2 separate regions of the Mus musculus genome follow, and region 2 is linked to region 1. A link is a contact called in public HiChIP or PLAC-seq data. All regions are on one chromosome and are shown on one strand. Each heading gives the region's core, a stretch centred on a gene start, on an enhancer-like site or on the middle of the called end of the contact. The rest is flanking DNA. Distances are from core to core; before and after follow the strand shown. Region 1 overlaps Wnt2b (wingless-type MMTV integration site family, member 2B). Region 2 overlaps Cttnbp2nl (CTTNBP2 N-terminal like).

Region 1 (7,845 bases), core at 1,413-3,912:
CCAGATACAATCATTAACTTGCTAAATAGCTACAGCTATGAAATAGTACAACTAGAATTTAAATCCAGATAATGTGCCATCATATTCCCTACAAAATAGAGAACCTCACCTGACCTACAGTTCTTCTATTTTCAAGCTAGATTCTGAAGAGGACATGGCAGTGTGGGGGCTGCAGGAAAGGGACGGTGCTGGGACTGGTGCCTCTGGGGAGCTTTGATAGTGGCAACAAGGGAACCTGGGTCAGAGGGCAACGAGTGACCGTTTTGGTTATATTTTCAGGAACAGAGGTTCTTTATGGCTTCTTAAGAGTGTAAGGGTGGACTGGAGAGATGCCTCAGTGATTAAGAGCACTGACTGCTCTTTTGAAGGTCCTGAGTTCAAATCCCAGCAACCACATGGTGGCTCACAACCATCTGTAATGAGATTAGATGTCCTCTTCTGGTGTGTCTGAAAACAGCAACAGTGTACTTACATATAATAAATAAATAAATCTTAAGAAAAAAATAAGGGGGTGTAAGGGTACCCAGAGTGGCATAAACAAAAGTGACTTGTTTCTCACCTCTCTTCCCTGACTCAGGTTCCCTAGGTACCGCAGGCCGCGTCTGCAGCAAGACTTCTAAAGGAACAGATGGGTGTGAAATCATGTGTTGTGGCCGAGGGTATGACACAACTCGGGTCACCCGCGTCACCCAGTGTGAGTGCAAATTCCACTGGTGCTGTGCTGTGCGGTGCAAGGAGTGCAGAAACACTGTGGATGTCCACACATGCAAGGCCCCTAAGAAGGCAGAGTGGCTGGACCAGACCTGAACACACAGAAACCTCATTCTTCCCTCCACTTCAAGCCTCTGACTCAAAAGCACAAGACCCTTGCATGCGCACCTTCCTCTACCCTCAATCCTGGGCTGCTATGGCTTCTGTCACGGACCTGGAGAGTGATCCGGAGGGACCCCAATGTCCCGGCCGCCTGGTTCCTTAGCCCTAGGGACGTGTTGATAGGGGATGGATTTAGGAGGCTGAGTGACTCCCTGATGGTCCATCTGGAGGTTTGAAGGGAGAGTAGGAGAGGTCTGTCTTCAGAGTGATTTGAGTTGCACTAAGTCAAGGCTCATCCTCCCCTTTGCTTGCACTGACTTCTGATCCTCTTTGGGTATGCAACAGGAAGGGAACCTGGAGGTAGCTTCCGTGTTTGATGCTACTCTGCCTGAGGATAGGACAGAGATAAAACTGCCTGTCCCTTTGCTGGAGACAGTACGGGCAGACAATCTTAGGCCATAGTATTCTGCTGAGACCCTGAGATAGCTAGATGGGTTAGCCACATTGAACAAGGCTCCACATCATGCTTCTACGCAGCTTATAAAGTAGTGGTTTGGTGAGGAGGAAAATCACAATGCTCTACAGATACACATTCTCTGTGCCTCCCTTTCCACCTACATCACACAGCAGCAGCCTGCTCACTGGCTGCCTGTTCAGAGTGAGGCAGCTTGCAGTGGGTCAAATTCTTACCAGGCCATTAGAGGCCCGGAACAGGATTGTGAGAGAATGACATAGAAAGCCTGGCTAGGCCTTGGGACTTCCCCCACATCCACTATTCCGGAGATTCGGTAGGAAGGGAGGTAACTCATGGGAAGGGTGAGCGCACCTGATCTCAGGGGTTCCATGAGGATCAGTGTATACTAGGAAGGCAGAGATCTCGCATTTTGCTAGTTCTTGAGGATCTTCAGCTTTGAAGTAGGAACAAAAGGCAGCAGCTATAGAGAGAGAGCTGGTGCTGGAGCCGAGGTGGCAAACATCCTATAAGGCCTTTCTCATTTACCCAGCAAATCTTTATTTTGTGATTCACCAGGTCCAACTGTTAACTACTGCACGTTCCACGATCGACTTAAACAGGGAAGGTTCTCTCTGTGCTACTGACCGTTGCCTAACGAGGGTACACAGGAGTGGAGCCTTCAAAGAGAGCAGGCACAGTGACATGGGGGTTCCAAACCTTGATGGTCTAGTTTTATGTGACCTCGACAATGGTCATCTTCTTCCCTATTGATAAACAGAAATAGTATAGAAATCCACAGTTAGACTTAGGTCTAATCCCAGCTATTTACTCTCTATTTTTTATTTTCAGCAGGGTCTTTAAATTCTCCTCTCCCATTTTCTTATCTGTAAAGTGAGGGTGAAACTGAGATCTAACTGTGCCCCAAACTCTAGCCGACTGATAGACGTCATCAACACTCTCACTGGTCAAGTACTTCCTGCTTCTCTGGGACCTTCTGATTTAGGGCTGTCTGGGCAGACAACAGACTAGATTCAAAGGCTTTCACAAGGAATTCTGGATATAGCTCCTCTCTCTCTTCTCAGGTTCCTCTTCATCCAATCGTACTCTCAGATGTTTGTGGAGCAACCTCTTTCTGCCCAGGCAGCAGGAGGCTGGGGTGGGGTGGGGTGGGGGGGCACAGCTCTGGCCACAGAGGCAGATTTATTTGGATGATAGGACTAATATTTGTGTAACCTGCTGAGACCTGTGTGGGAGAGTTTAGTATGGTTTTTCTTTTGGTGAGGGGATTTGCTCCGGTTTCACATCCATTAACACAAAACATGAGCTAGTCAGGGCCCTTGTGGTCTGTGGTGAGGGGATGACTGGAGAAACGGGACTGAGTGAGTCAGGCGGAGGGAATGTCTTCCTCGCAGAGTAGAGTCAACGGGATAACTGATGAGCCAGTGGTGGGGTCACGGAGGGGGGCGGAGGGGAAGAGGGACTTCTCTTGGAAGAGAGGAGTTTTGGGGCAGGGGCGAGAACATCCAAGTTACGGTATCAGTGATGGCATTGGCCTTCACTGGGGAGCCAGCCTGAGGTAAATCTACTTGTGCTGTATTCTCTTTGAGTTTGGGTTCTTAGCTGTGGCAGACATCTGTGACATCTCATATTACTCCATGCCTTTGCCTGGGCTCCAAATTCTAGCTGATAAAGATATACAACCACTTATAAATGGCTCAGAGAGAAATAGCTGTCCAGGGAGTGAGAAGTTTGTAAAGTGAGGTGTTTATGTGAGAGAAAAGATATCCGAGTCCTGCTACGGAAGCTGTGTGGCCCCAAGAAGGAATGGTGGCCAAGCAATTAGTTTTTCCTCCGAACTTAGCTTGTCTCTGCATTCCAACTGGCTTTAGACAACTGGCGCTCATTCTGCGCTATACAAACAAACTGATTTATTTGGAACAAGCAACAAAACAAGAACTTTATTCCGTGCCGGGACTCCACAGAATTCTGTTGCTACCTACTCCTTGTCTGCTCTGAAGGCCTCCTCTTCTGTCTCTAGATGGTAGAGGTTTGTTGCCCACCAGCGGTGTCTTAACCTCCTTCCTCAGTTCCTTTCTCTCGTGTTGGCCCTTACTTCATTTATCTTTTGATAAACATTTAGGACAGTGTATTTCAATAGGAGCTATTTGGATACAAAGTGAACTTAAAAGGTACTGTTTCTATCCTTTAGGGATAATAGGATCTTTTCGGAGAAGTGGCTGCACAGCCTGCAGGCAGTTTCTTTTAAATAGAAGAGCCAGGGTGATGGCTTATGGTTGTAATCCCAACACTCTGGGAGGCTGATGCAGGAGGATAGCTGTGTTTATGAGCAGTGAGTTCCATGTTAGTTTAAGAGCAGAGTAAGACCCTGTCTCAAACAAACAGGAAGAAAGAATGTTGGCCATACCCCATAACTCAGCACTATAGAAAAGAAGCTTTCAGTTTTCAGCTCTGAACAATGGCATCAGAGCACGCTCTTCATTAGTGTACTTCAGATTAAAAGAAGAAAATACTGTCCTGAGGGTCTGTGTGCAAAGCTTTGGAGATTTAACTTATGAGCACTCCAGGCTTCATCTCTCTTCCTCTCTGCTGTAGGAAACTATCTTCCCCTTTCTCTTGCATCCCTTATCGAGAACACCAACCATCAGGTCTCTTGCCAAATTCTTAGACCCACTCAGGACATAAGTCTCTGCATGGCTTAATAGAAGACAGATAATCAGGATTTCCCGCCCCCACCCCACCTTTCTAAAATTTGTATTTAAATGCCCTCAGTGGTCATAGGGCAGAAGCCCAAGCTAGCTGGGGATAAGGGACGCGGCCAGGGAGAGTGTTTCTCATCCCTGGGAGGCATTCTGCTTAGCTCCTGCAGCCAAATTACAGCAGCAGAGAACAATGCAGTGCATTCCTGGGCAGGTCGGTGGGCCCTGGGCGCCTGGGTCTGGTGGAGAGAGGTGCCAGACACAGAGCGCTCCATAAGCAACCCTGCAGAGCTGGCCCTGGGTGCAGAAATGAAATACAGCGAGCTTCACATTACACACCTGGTTATTGATGGCCTTGCTGGAGGCCTCTGCCCCCACCTTCCACTTGGGAACTGCCTGTACTGCGGGGGCTGGGCACCTCCGAAGCAGTGTTGGAATATAAGAAAGGCATGCTTCTTTTTTACTCTTTGCCCTTCCTGTCAGCCTGAGCATAACTCTGAGGACACACATGGACCCATGTGCAGAAGGTGGACTCAAAACAGACTCCCACAGCATTTTTTGGGTTGTATGGGGATTATAATAATCTCACCTCTCCCAACAATTAAAATAAGCAGCTAGATCCTCCAGAAGTCACACCAACAACAGGGTCAGCTACAAGCAAGGAATGTTTCAAAACTACATTATCAACATGCATGCAGTGTTTGCTTTGGGAATTGGTACTCCCCTGGGAGGTGGTAGAGGAAGGACACAGAAAGGGCATGGAGAAGAGATCAAGGGTGGAGAATTACCACCCAAGCAGAGTGGCTGAGGCCGGGTAACTTCTCAAACCTGGTCTGCACTGAGGACAGGGAGAAGTGCATCCTATGTGTTCTGAGTGACTGGCCAGCCTCCTGGACCTGCCCCGAGGTATGCACCGTCACTGGGCTTGCTTTTTATCATCTGCTGTTTTACACTCTTAACAGACCAGAAAGCAGGACACCTTTGGTTCCAGGAGTGATCCTAAGAGGGGTGCTGGAAGAACAAGCAGTGCTTGACAAGGCTGAATGCGGCCCAGTTGCTGACCTGTCGGGAGTGGTCTTTATCTTTGGATGATTGACAGGTTTCAGCTAACAGATCTGAAGTTCCCCTCCTTCCATGCCTGGGTATCACTGGGCACTGCTGCAGCCACTCACTTAGGATGCGGCACTCACCCAGGATTTGAAAGACGAATATTCTCTGCTTTGCTCCCTAACTCTTTTGTTGTTGAGTATCTTTTGTTGTTATTCACTTCCATTTTGCCCATGAATCTACTGACAGAACAGCTGGACATAGGAGTTTTTTAATCAAGAAGGCAGAATTCTGGTTCCATTTTGTCAACACTATCAGCCCCTGTAAGCAACTATGGCCAAACAGAAAAGCCAAGCCACAGTTTCAACTCCCCCCCCCCCCCCCCCCGAGACAGGGTTTCTCTGTGTAGCCCTGGCTGTCCTGGAACTCACTCTGTAGACCAGGCTGGCCTCAAACTCAGAAATCCGCCTGCCTCTGCCCCTCCCAAGTGCTGGGGTTAAAAGGTGTGCGCCACCACGCCCGGCCCAGTTTCAACTTTAGACAAATTCCAAGACGGGGATTCCACAAAAATAGCAATAGTGCTCACAATAGCCTTTTGTGCACAAGCTGCTTGGGCATGTATATATAAGTCTCACCATCACTGCAGGGCTTGTGAGGTGGAGAGTACTCTGTTGATGGAGCCATTCCGAGAGGTTCAGTGAATGATCCCACCAGAATGCCAACCTAGTTTTCTTTAGCTTCAAATACCTTGTACTCTTTTCAAAGTCTGAGGATGCTAGGATTTGGGGGTAGGGGAGTGTTGCCATAGTACCAGCACTTCAAAACAGAAACTACTGTTAACTGGCCCGACCCATAGAGGAGTCCTAGACTGCCAGCAGAGTATCTAAGCAGAGCTTATGAAGGCGAAGCCTACATTCCCATAACCTCATCAATGTCTTGTTCCTACTCTGTCACTGTTAACCATCACTCTACAAAGAACTCTGCATTTCACCAGCCGTTGCTTCTCATTCTTTGTAGCTCCACCCCATCCCTCAGATTAGCATTCAATTTTTTTGTTTTATTTTCTCTTAAGTTCTTTTCCAGTGGTGCATAGGCAGAATGGAAGTAGTCATGAGAAGACATGGCTTGTTTTGAATTTCCTTTGAGACTTCATTCTTTTTAGAAATCACTACCAAGTCCTTGGTGAGAGAGCTAAGCCACCATCCCACCCAAGCCCACTCAGGACACTAGCTGAGACACTGCAGTTCATCTACCAACTGTGTCCAACCTTGGCAATACAATACAAAAATCTTTGCTCAAGAACTGTGCAGGCAACTCACAAAGCCTGTCATGTTTTAAGTAAGCTTATAACTATAATTTTGTGTTGGGCTGCATTTATAGTTATTATTTACTAGGTGCAGATACATGTGGTTTATGGGCTGCAGGCTGGACACAGCTAAGACAAAGGAGATCTATGATGCAGAGAAAAATCTCTAAGATGAGACAGAAGCAGATTTTATTTGATCAAAAACTCTTGCTTCTCTCAGTTCCTCCTTCTACACTCACTCAAAATTGGGGTCTCAGTTTAATCGTGGACAGCAGAGGAAAAAAAAAAAAAGCAGCTCAGCCAAGCCTTTCCTGTCCTGCACTGGAGTACACTTGGTTAAGATAGCATAAGCCCTCATATCCCCTGCGTATCTCACTGGTGTACCCCAGCCGAGAAGCCAGAGGCGAAGCTGCAGGAGCACAGTGCTCATCAATCATAGCCTGGGACGTTGCAGCTCTCTGACCTGGGCCCCTGCTTGAGCTGGGGAAAGAACACCTACCTACAGTCAGGATTTCTCCTGCAGCAACTCTTAGGTTTTGGTCCATCCATCTTGGCTCTCACTGCTCTCCTGCTCTCCACCCCCAACTGCCTCCACATGTGGGCTCAGAAGTCATCATCTAAAGAATTCCACTGCTCACCTCCTGCATAGCAGCACAGCCCCATGAGGCCGCACACCAGATGGAAGGGATAAAAGTACGAGGTCATGGCTTCTAGCAAGAGGTTTTTCTTAAACTAACCCTGACTCCTGGAAAAGAGTCAGAGCAGGAGTATGTCTGGTGAGCTGCTGACAACAGCAGCTTCATAGATCTTGTGTGAAAAGGAAGGAAAATTCTACCTTGGCTTTCAGTGGAAATTTCCCTACTTCTATCTTTGGGTCTACTCCTGGTTTCATGTCTGTAGCTTGAAGATGTCCGAGAAGAATGCAGACATGGGACAAATCAAAGGCTTAAGTATTTCCTAAACGTGAGGACCCACATGCTGACACGCAGGCCTTGCCTCAACAGATGCCTTATTTCTCCAAGGAATACAACTATCAAGTAAAAGGGAGAAAGGTGCACTAGGACACTGATGACCTTGGACAGGCTGTCAGTAGGTTTTCATAGGTTTGTGTAGAGTAAAAAGGCAAGGGGGTTGGGGAATGGCCATCATTGTTAGCATTATGAATGTTGGGAGACAACACACAGAAACAGCAGTTACACAGAGACAAACAGAGACTGGGCAACAAATCTTAGAATAAAGTATGAATGAGATCCATCAGAGGTGCTTTTCCAAAGGAGGTGCCCGAGAGCTGGAATGTTATAAGATAAGGCATGAACAGCTGGACGGCAGTCAGAGGAAGGCATTCTATGTTGAAGGAACTGGTGTGTGCTGAGGCTTACAAGCAAGAATGTACAAGCAATATATTAGGAATTTCAAACAAGTATATACTATATACATTGGGGAATACAGAGAAACCAGAATGCTGAGCCCAGAGCTTTATTATGAGGTGACTGTGTCAGAAGGCTCAG
Region 2 (7,845 bases), core at 1,851-4,350, 55 kb before region 1:
AGCCATGTGAGTGAGTGAGACAGCACAGCCCCTCAAGTGCTATCCACTCAGCCATAGCATCCTAGCCCCGTGTAATGGGGCCACCCCTTTGAGCCCCAGCTCCTGTCATGCAAAAATTGCAGATGGAGGTTACCAATTCTCTAAACGTTCATGGAATTGAGATTCCCACAAGAAGATTCTCATTCTGATTTTAAATGTTTTTTAAATGCTGCTGATTAGACAAACATGGCTGCAAATGACTTTAGCTTGCAGGCTACCAAGCTGCAGCCTCTCCCTCCCTAGAACCTGTGCTGTTTCCCTTGTAGTGAGTTTGTACAGACAGAAACCCCCAGGCTTCTCCACTGTGTCAGCTACATCTGACCAAGTCCACAGAGCAGGACAGCCTTGCTCTTGGCAAGCAGAACCCCCGACACACCAGCTCAGGACACTGGTTACACAGTTTTTTATCCAGAGTAAGAGAGAGGAAGGCCTTGGTGTCTTTACATAAATTGTTCTGGCCAGCATCTACCCAGAAGCCCCTGGCCTACTGTAACCGTTTATTGGGAAGGAGAATGGGTGATCATTGGAAACACCTGATCATGTTTGCAAAACCAAAGGATTCAGTGGGCCCATTCAGATGAGTCACAAGGAATTAGAAATTGATTTTCTTCTTGAACCACAGAGCTGAAAACAAAAAGTCTCCCTAATAATTTAGCTAATAGCTCTTAGTTATATTTTTATTAACCCTTTGAGTCAGTGGGCAAGAGGCAGGTGATTAAAATCTTGGTGGGCAAGTCAACAACAGGGTATACTGTTGACTCTCCAGCTTACAGTTTAAATGGTTAAGGTAAATGCATGACACATGAAAGTGTGGCTGGTGTCTGCTGAAATGATGGAGACATGTGAAACTGTCCCGAGCGATCCTGCATGGAATTTACTCCTATTGCGGAGCCAAAATAGACCAGTGATGATCAAACGCTGAACCTTCTCCTCAGGAGAGACTGCAGGGCCTCAGTGTTCTTACCTCTCTTGCTTTAAATGGTAATCTTAAAAGCTGTGTTGTGCTCTTCCTCTGTTTGGAGACAGATATATATAGAGAAAGAGAAATGCTATAGGGGAGTTTATTTCTTGGGGGGGATGCACTGAACAATATTTCTTTTACAGTATAATACAGGGGTGGGATATGCAAAAGAAATGTGTATTTTTGCTAGTTCCTATCTTCTGAGATAATAAGCACAATCCTGAAATGGATCCAATAATTCAGCTAGATATTATAGATTAGTATTTCAGTTTGCAGTAGATTGTGAGTGTGTGCGCTAAGTAAAAGTTCCATGATTCACAATTTGGGTATTAACCATATCAAAGAAGCTGTTACTGGTCAGCAGAATCTAATGATGTGCTCGGTGTAACACAAGCGTTAACTAAGTCATTAACATTTGTAAGGCCAAGTGCAGAAGTCTTCATTTTTATAGTAGACTACATTAAAACAAGTTAAATCATAACTGTCTGGGGGAAAAGTCTTGTCTTGGGCTTGTTTTATTAGAAAGGGGAGTGTGTGATATACGGAGCACTTGATTGAGTTTTTGAGAAACTCGGCCTCGATGGCAGCATCCAGGTTAGAACTCCCAAAAACTTAGGACATTGGCTTTCTTGTGAAGCATAGAGCTGGGGGTAGGGGTTCCAATAATCTAGTATTTAATAACTTGCATTTTTACTCACTGGGAATCTCACATGCATGCAGACACAGGGACATCGACTGGAGCTTGGTCTGCCTGTCAGGCTACAAAGCTGTCACCACTTCCTCTCTAGTAGCCGTCAGCTGCCATTAACACTCAGCTAGGAGCAGGAACTTGGGAGGCCACGCTGCAGTGTGGCTGGCTTGATCTTGTGCAGGCAGCCACAGCTACTGAGAGTTCATGAGTACATTGGTCCAGAAGACAGCCCTGTCCCCGTCCTTCCTAACCTCTGGCTCGTAGAATCGTTCCTCCTGTGTTGTCCCCTGAGCCTTGGGAGGAGGGCTGTAATACAGATGCCCCACTGAGCAGTCCCTTGGATGTATTTGCAGTCCTCTCACCGGTTGTCAGTTCCTGTGATAACCACTGACCCCCACACAAAGAAGCTTTTGTGAGAAGGGCTGGAAGCTGCATTGCTCTACACGTATAGAATAATACATGTAGCACGTTAGCACTAGGTCCTCAGCAAATCACCCCTAGGGCCTACGAGCTCTCCAGCCATGAGTTCTTGGCCAGATGTACATACAGTACCTTGCATGGAATTTTCTCCTGGGAAGACCGGTCCTAAATCCAATCAGAAAGCAGTAGTTACCACTATAACATTTTTACCACTGATGTACCATGAACATATCTTGCTGGACCAGCTACTAATAACTTTACAACCCTTTCAGGGTTCTGGACCTTTTGAAAATCTTAGAAGAGCTATATATTGTAGTTCCAGAAAAGTGGATGTGTCTATATGCAAAAGTCAGTTGATGGTTTTGCTGGAACTCGACCAGAAGCCACCAGTGACTCATGGGTTCCAGTTTTAATGCCTCATCTTGCCTTGCCCTTTCATTCCACAAATGACTAATGCTTCCCTTAAAGTTTACTAGTCCATGCCTTCGCTGCTACCCCATGCTTGCAATTGTAAGTTGTAGCCAGACGAAAGTACTTGAAAACCCTTTGAAGTACAAAAGATGTTCAAACATTGTGGATGTTTATGTATCTTAAGTAAGCTCATTAACAATCCATTCAGCAAACACCAGCTATATCCAGTTTCCCATGACAGCCTCTGGCAGCTGCTGCGCACGCGCGTGCGTTCTCTCTCTCTCTCTCTCTCTCTCTCTCTCTCTCTCTCTCTCTCTCTCTCTCCCTCTCCCCCTCTCCTCCTCTCCCCCTCTCCCCCTCTCTCTCTCTCCCTCTCCCTCCTGCTCCTTCCCTCACCACCACCCCTCTCTTTCTGTGTCTGGGTCTGGGGGAGAGAATTTAGGGTTTTTCTAAGGGCTAGGTGGTCCTTGAAACCACTTTCAGTGTCTTGAAATGCTGGTTTTGGATTAGTGGGTATGGAGCTGGGGCTAGCCCTGTGGTGACATGCTAAGCCCTGGGTACCACCCACAGCTCTGGGGTGGGATGAGACCCATTTTCAAACCTGAATCAGGCAGGCAATGAGCAATATTCCATGGGAGTCATTTTTAAGGTTTAACTAATGTTTAAACTATTTGAGAAAATTGAGAGTCCATCTATCTGTTTGCCTATCAATGGACGCATCATTACTAGGAGGAGGAGACAAAGTGGGTTGGGCTCCGCAAACCCGCTGTGCTTGTGCATAACCTGTGTATAACCTGGGAAGCCTGCTAAAATTGATGGCTGGTGAGGTCTAAGGACAACATTTGGTAAGCCATGCTTCATATCCCTCCCTTGTTCTTTGGTGACTTTCTTGCCCACGTGTAAGGAGATGTCTTAGCTTCTGGAAATCTTGCCAGAACGTCAGTTGCGTTGAGAGAAGTACCTGCGTGGGGACCAAGCCCCATAGCAATGAGTTGACATGAATGTAACGATACTGATCCTCCTGTGGCCTGTTATCACTAGTGAGCTGATAAAAGTGGCTGTGGACAAGAGATCTGTACAAAAACTCCAGGTGAAGTGACAAGCAGGATTGCACACCTGTTGCTGAAAATCTCTGGTGCTCCAAATGCAATGACCAAGTGCAAGACCGTGGGCAGGGAGGAGGGTCAGTTAATCTAAACCATGAGCTGTGGCTGGAGAAATAGCTCGTGACTAGCAGCATTTGGTGCTCTTGCAGAGGACTCAGGTTCAGTTCCAAGCACACAGTGTGGCTAACAAGCCTGTAACTCCATTTCCAAAGGTTCCAGGGCCTTCTCCTAACCTGTACAGGTACTGCATGCATATGATATACTTGCGTATGTGAGGGCAAAACTCTCATACACATAGAAAATAGACTTAAAACCCTCTACAGACTGAAAACAGGGTCTCCCTATAGATTTGACTGAATGTAGACTAGGCTGTCCTCAAACCCTCTTTTGTGTCTTTGAAGGTGTGTTAAAGTCTCATGGCTCACTAGCAGGGTGATAACACCCCATTTTACATACACGTTTAGAACTATTAAGTACAGTCAGTCCAGAACCAACAGTTTCACCTATGGACTGCCTTCCAACAAAACCTGTTTCTTATAATCTGTTCCCCCTTAATAGCCACACAGTTTCAGTGGAAACACTGTTCATAAAAGCACTCTTTACTCTTACAAATAGGCACACATCTTCAATCTTGTAACTTGGGAGGTGGAAATAGAAGGATCCAAACATCTAGGTCACTTCAGCTACTTAAAGAGTTTGAGGCTAGCCTGGGCTTTTTGAAACCTGTCTAGAAAAGAGATGGTTAAAAGTGCTTGCTGCCCCTACAGAGGTCCAGATCTTCTTGTAACTCCAGCTCCAAAGGATCTGGTGAGGCCTCTGAGGACACCCATGCACACTTGGGAGCTCACACAGACACACACACACAAACACAAAGAAACCTAGTCCCTCCTCCCCCTGCACAACATGATAATGGATAAGCATACTCTTTAAGGACCGCCTCAGCCCTGGGTCTCGTGGTCACTTTTCTCTCTGCCCTAACGTGGGTTCGTTCTTTTTCTGCCAGCATCTGTAATCGCACCCTAAACCTGCTTACTGTAGACCTTGAATCAATCCTGGGAGTTTGGGTTTAACTCCCTCAAAGAGCCTGGGCGGGTCTATATAGTGAGTTCCAGGTCAACCAGAGCTACACAGAGCTTTTTTTTTAAAGGTGGGGGAGAGAGGTGGGACGCTGGAGAGATGGCTCAGCAGTTAAGAGCACTGGCTGCTCTTCCAGAGTTCCTGGGTTCAATTTCCAGTACCCACATGGCAGCTTGCAGCTTATCTGTAACCTCATTTCAAGGGACCTGACAACCTTCACACAGACTTACTTGCAGGCAAAATGCCAGTGCATCTCAAGAAAGCCTTTTTTTAAGGCAGCATGCTTAGCATGCATGAGCTCTTAAATACAATTCCCAGCACCACACCCCCCAAAACTTCAAAGTTAAAACAATTTAAAGATCTCCACTGGCCCTATTTGTCGGTGTAGAATCAAGCATGTGTTAGAATAAGTTATTAGAATACATTAGGCAAAGACTTTGTGGGGGTTACAAAGCTGAAAGGAACAGAAAATGGTTTGGTCATTTCGAAGTTACTTGTAAGGTGGGAACTAAGACAAAACAGAACCAGATCAGCGTAAAGCCGAAAGGAGCCACACTGGAAGATTCAGACAGCCGGGGAATGTGGCCGTTCTCTCGGCTTCTCTGAGTGCGATCAGGTTAACTCGGTGAGGGGGCTTCTGTGGGAGTGGTTTTGATTTTTAATCTGGTCTCTTGGGAACCTCGTCCAAAACAGCCACTTGCAATCTTTATCAAAATGTTTCGCTCCCAAAGTATCTGTGTTTCCCAAATTCGTGGTGTGGTGGCCTACTATCCTAGCAGAGGCAGGAGGATTGCCACAAACTCAAAGCCTGCCTAGACTACATAACAGATTCTGTCTCGGACAAACAAAGCCATCACCGCCACCTCAGAGGAAACAGTCCCACTGCTGATTTATTCGGCCAAGACGGGCCTCTCTCTAACCAAGTGATTGAGATTGAAGGAGGTCAGAAAACCCTCTCAGGCTCCACTCAAGTGCCTTATCAGACCTAAGCAGGGCCTGTAGACTCCAGATAAAGGAAGCAAAAACAAAGGCCTTAATTAATTCCCCTCAAACAACAGGTTTCCTAAGGATCCAAGGAAAGCCAGAAACCAAAGTAGCTATTAAAGACACAAGTTTAGACCTGTTACGAGCCCTCAAGGTACTCTCAGTTTAGCTGGAAAAAAACCCACATACACACAAATTTACTTGATTCTAGGATGATCTTGAGTCCTAGGCCAGTTCAGTCGACAGGGAGATCATCGAACTTTTCAAAGGAAAGAGAAAAGGCATCTAGTTACTGTGCATGCTTTAGAAGAATACCCCCTCGTACTTCCCTGTAGCGCAGTGCTTCTTGTAAAAGCTCTCCAGGTCTTCGGATGAGAAGGCACGGGAAACGTTCACTAGGAGGCCAGTAAAGTCTCCTGTCTCCAAAGCAGTTGTCTGGGGTTCTGCCTCATCTCCCCATGATTGATTTAGATTCAGAAAACCCAGTCTCGCTTGAGGAAGAGTAACAAGCACCTATGTGTAATTTCTGCAAGGGTTGAGATCAGCTAAAGAGACTCAAATCCACAGCACAGTCCCGTGGCAGGGTAAGAAAGGGCTGTTTTACAACATGCATTACCCAGAAGTGTTCTCTCTTGCCCATTCCCCTCCTTACAGACTAAATCTCCAAGCAAAAGAGTAGTGAAAAGTGGTTGTCAAGGATCAAATGCACTCTCCTGGAGCCTTGTAAGTGGCTCAGTCAGAGGATAGAAAAGCAAAGTCTGCCTTTTGGGACCATGGTCCTTGTTGCTGAGCCTAGAAGGACTCCTCCTCCACATCCCTGAGACATGTCTGATACGAAGAAGTTACTGAATTTTTTGTTTTGTTTTGTTTTCTTCAAGGTAGGATTTCTCTGTGTAGCCCTGGCTGGTCTGGAACTCTGTAGACCAGGCTGGCCTGGAACTCACCTGCCTCTGCTGAAATTAAAGGCACCCAGCAGCAGCAGCAAGCAAAATGGACATTTTTTTAAAAATTTGTGTTTGATGTGTATGCCACAGCTATGGAGTGCCCATAGAGGCCATTGAATCCCCTGGAGCTGGAGATACAAGTTATGGTGAGCCACCTGGTGTGATGCTGAACTCAGGTCCTCTGAAAGAGCTGCAAGTGTTCTTAACTGCTGAGCCATCTCGGCAGCCCCCTGAAATTTTAGGATAGGCCTTATCATGGAGAGCCACCTACTTAGTCATACAGGCTGGGCTTAGAGTTCAGTGGGGGAGATTGTTCATGCTAGCACAGACAAGGCTACGGGCTTAATCCCCCGGCACGGCAAAATAAAAACTTCTACTCGCTCAATATGATAGATAACTAGAATATCCTTGTAGGTACAGGGAATGTTAGGTTAGGCTGTTGCCCTCATATAGGAGCTACATTTACTAGAGAGGGGGGAAAAAACTTCTCCAAGGTCATTTCTGCAGCGTTCAGCTCATACCAAGGACCTATTGGTGTATGTGCGCTAAGCACATTCGTACTGTATATCATGCATGCTCTGTTCTCAAAACTAGCAATTTCCTGTCTTCAGCCTCCTAGATGCTGGGATCACAACTCTGCTGACTCCAGTTTACTGTTTGTCTCCTTGTCCCAACTAAGGAAAACTCAGAAGGGTCATCCCAGCTTGAAAACCACGCGAGGGCTGGGGCTATAGCTTAGTGGGAAGTGCTTAGTCTAGCATGCATGAAGTGCTGGATTTGGACCTCAGCGCACATTCAAAAGCCAGTAAATAGTGAAACTATCAAAAATGCACGAGGGTTGGCCATGGCCTTCCTGATGCATAGCAACTCGGTTTCTCCCTCTATCCATCAGGCTCCACGTCCCTTTCTGCTTCCTGGGTGTGGTTAGCTTCCAAGCAGCTAACCTGTAGCCCCAGCTAATCTCTAGCCAAGCCCAAGGTCTTCCTTTTGGTTCTGATTAAGCTCTGTAAAGGAGGGAATATAGTCTTGAGAATGTTTGTCAGTTAGCCAACTCGGGTTACTTCCTTTAATTCTGCATAGCTACTGAATATGATCATCCTACCTAACAAATACGGTGACTTAAGAAACAATAAATTAATTGCCCAAAGATCCAGAGCCAGGCTGAGATGTAAAGTCACAGCTACAAGTCAAGGTCGTGGGGAGGACTGCTCC

Evidence for each region. HiChIP or PLAC-seq counts read pairs in DNA pulled down with a chosen protein or histone mark.
Region 2: a contact with region 1 is called in an HNF4G HiChIP or PLAC-seq map of pancreatic cancer cells. The contact joins two enhancer-like sites. A contact is called at or near these places in 1 of 15 datasets of contacts at CTCF or cohesin (the NIH/3T3 cell line) and 3 of 115 datasets of contacts at active chromatin or transcription factors (embryonic stem cells, microglia and pancreatic cancer cells).

Annotation. Positions count from the first base shown.
Region 1 is chr3:104,939,933-104,947,777 of GRCm38.p6, reverse strand. Wnt2b (wingless-type MMTV integration site family, member 2B) reads left to right here. Exons shown (of 5, transcript NM_009520.3): 5 at 578-2,973. The coding sequence ends at 807. It also overlaps a transcript of St7l not described here. Among named protein-coding and RNA genes, the nearest start is that of Wnt2b, 18 kb to the left of the region's middle. Within about 2 kb of position 2,662, at least 38 of the 459 cell types and tissues checked have an H3K27ac peak or open chromatin away from gene starts, as enhancers often do. A contact at or near this core is called in the NIH/3T3 cell line and pancreatic cancer cells, where this site is marked.
Region 2 is chr3:104,995,551-105,003,395 of GRCm38.p6, reverse strand. It overlaps Cttnbp2nl (CTTNBP2 N-terminal like), which reads left to right. Exons shown (of 6, transcript NM_001163332.1): 6 at 1-1,481. Among named protein-coding and RNA genes, the nearest start is that of Gm40116, 8.6 kb to the left of the region's middle. Within about 2 kb of position 3,100, at least 79 of the 459 cell types and tissues checked have an H3K27ac peak or open chromatin away from gene starts, as enhancers often do. A contact at or near this core is called in the NIH/3T3 cell line and pancreatic cancer cells, where this site is marked.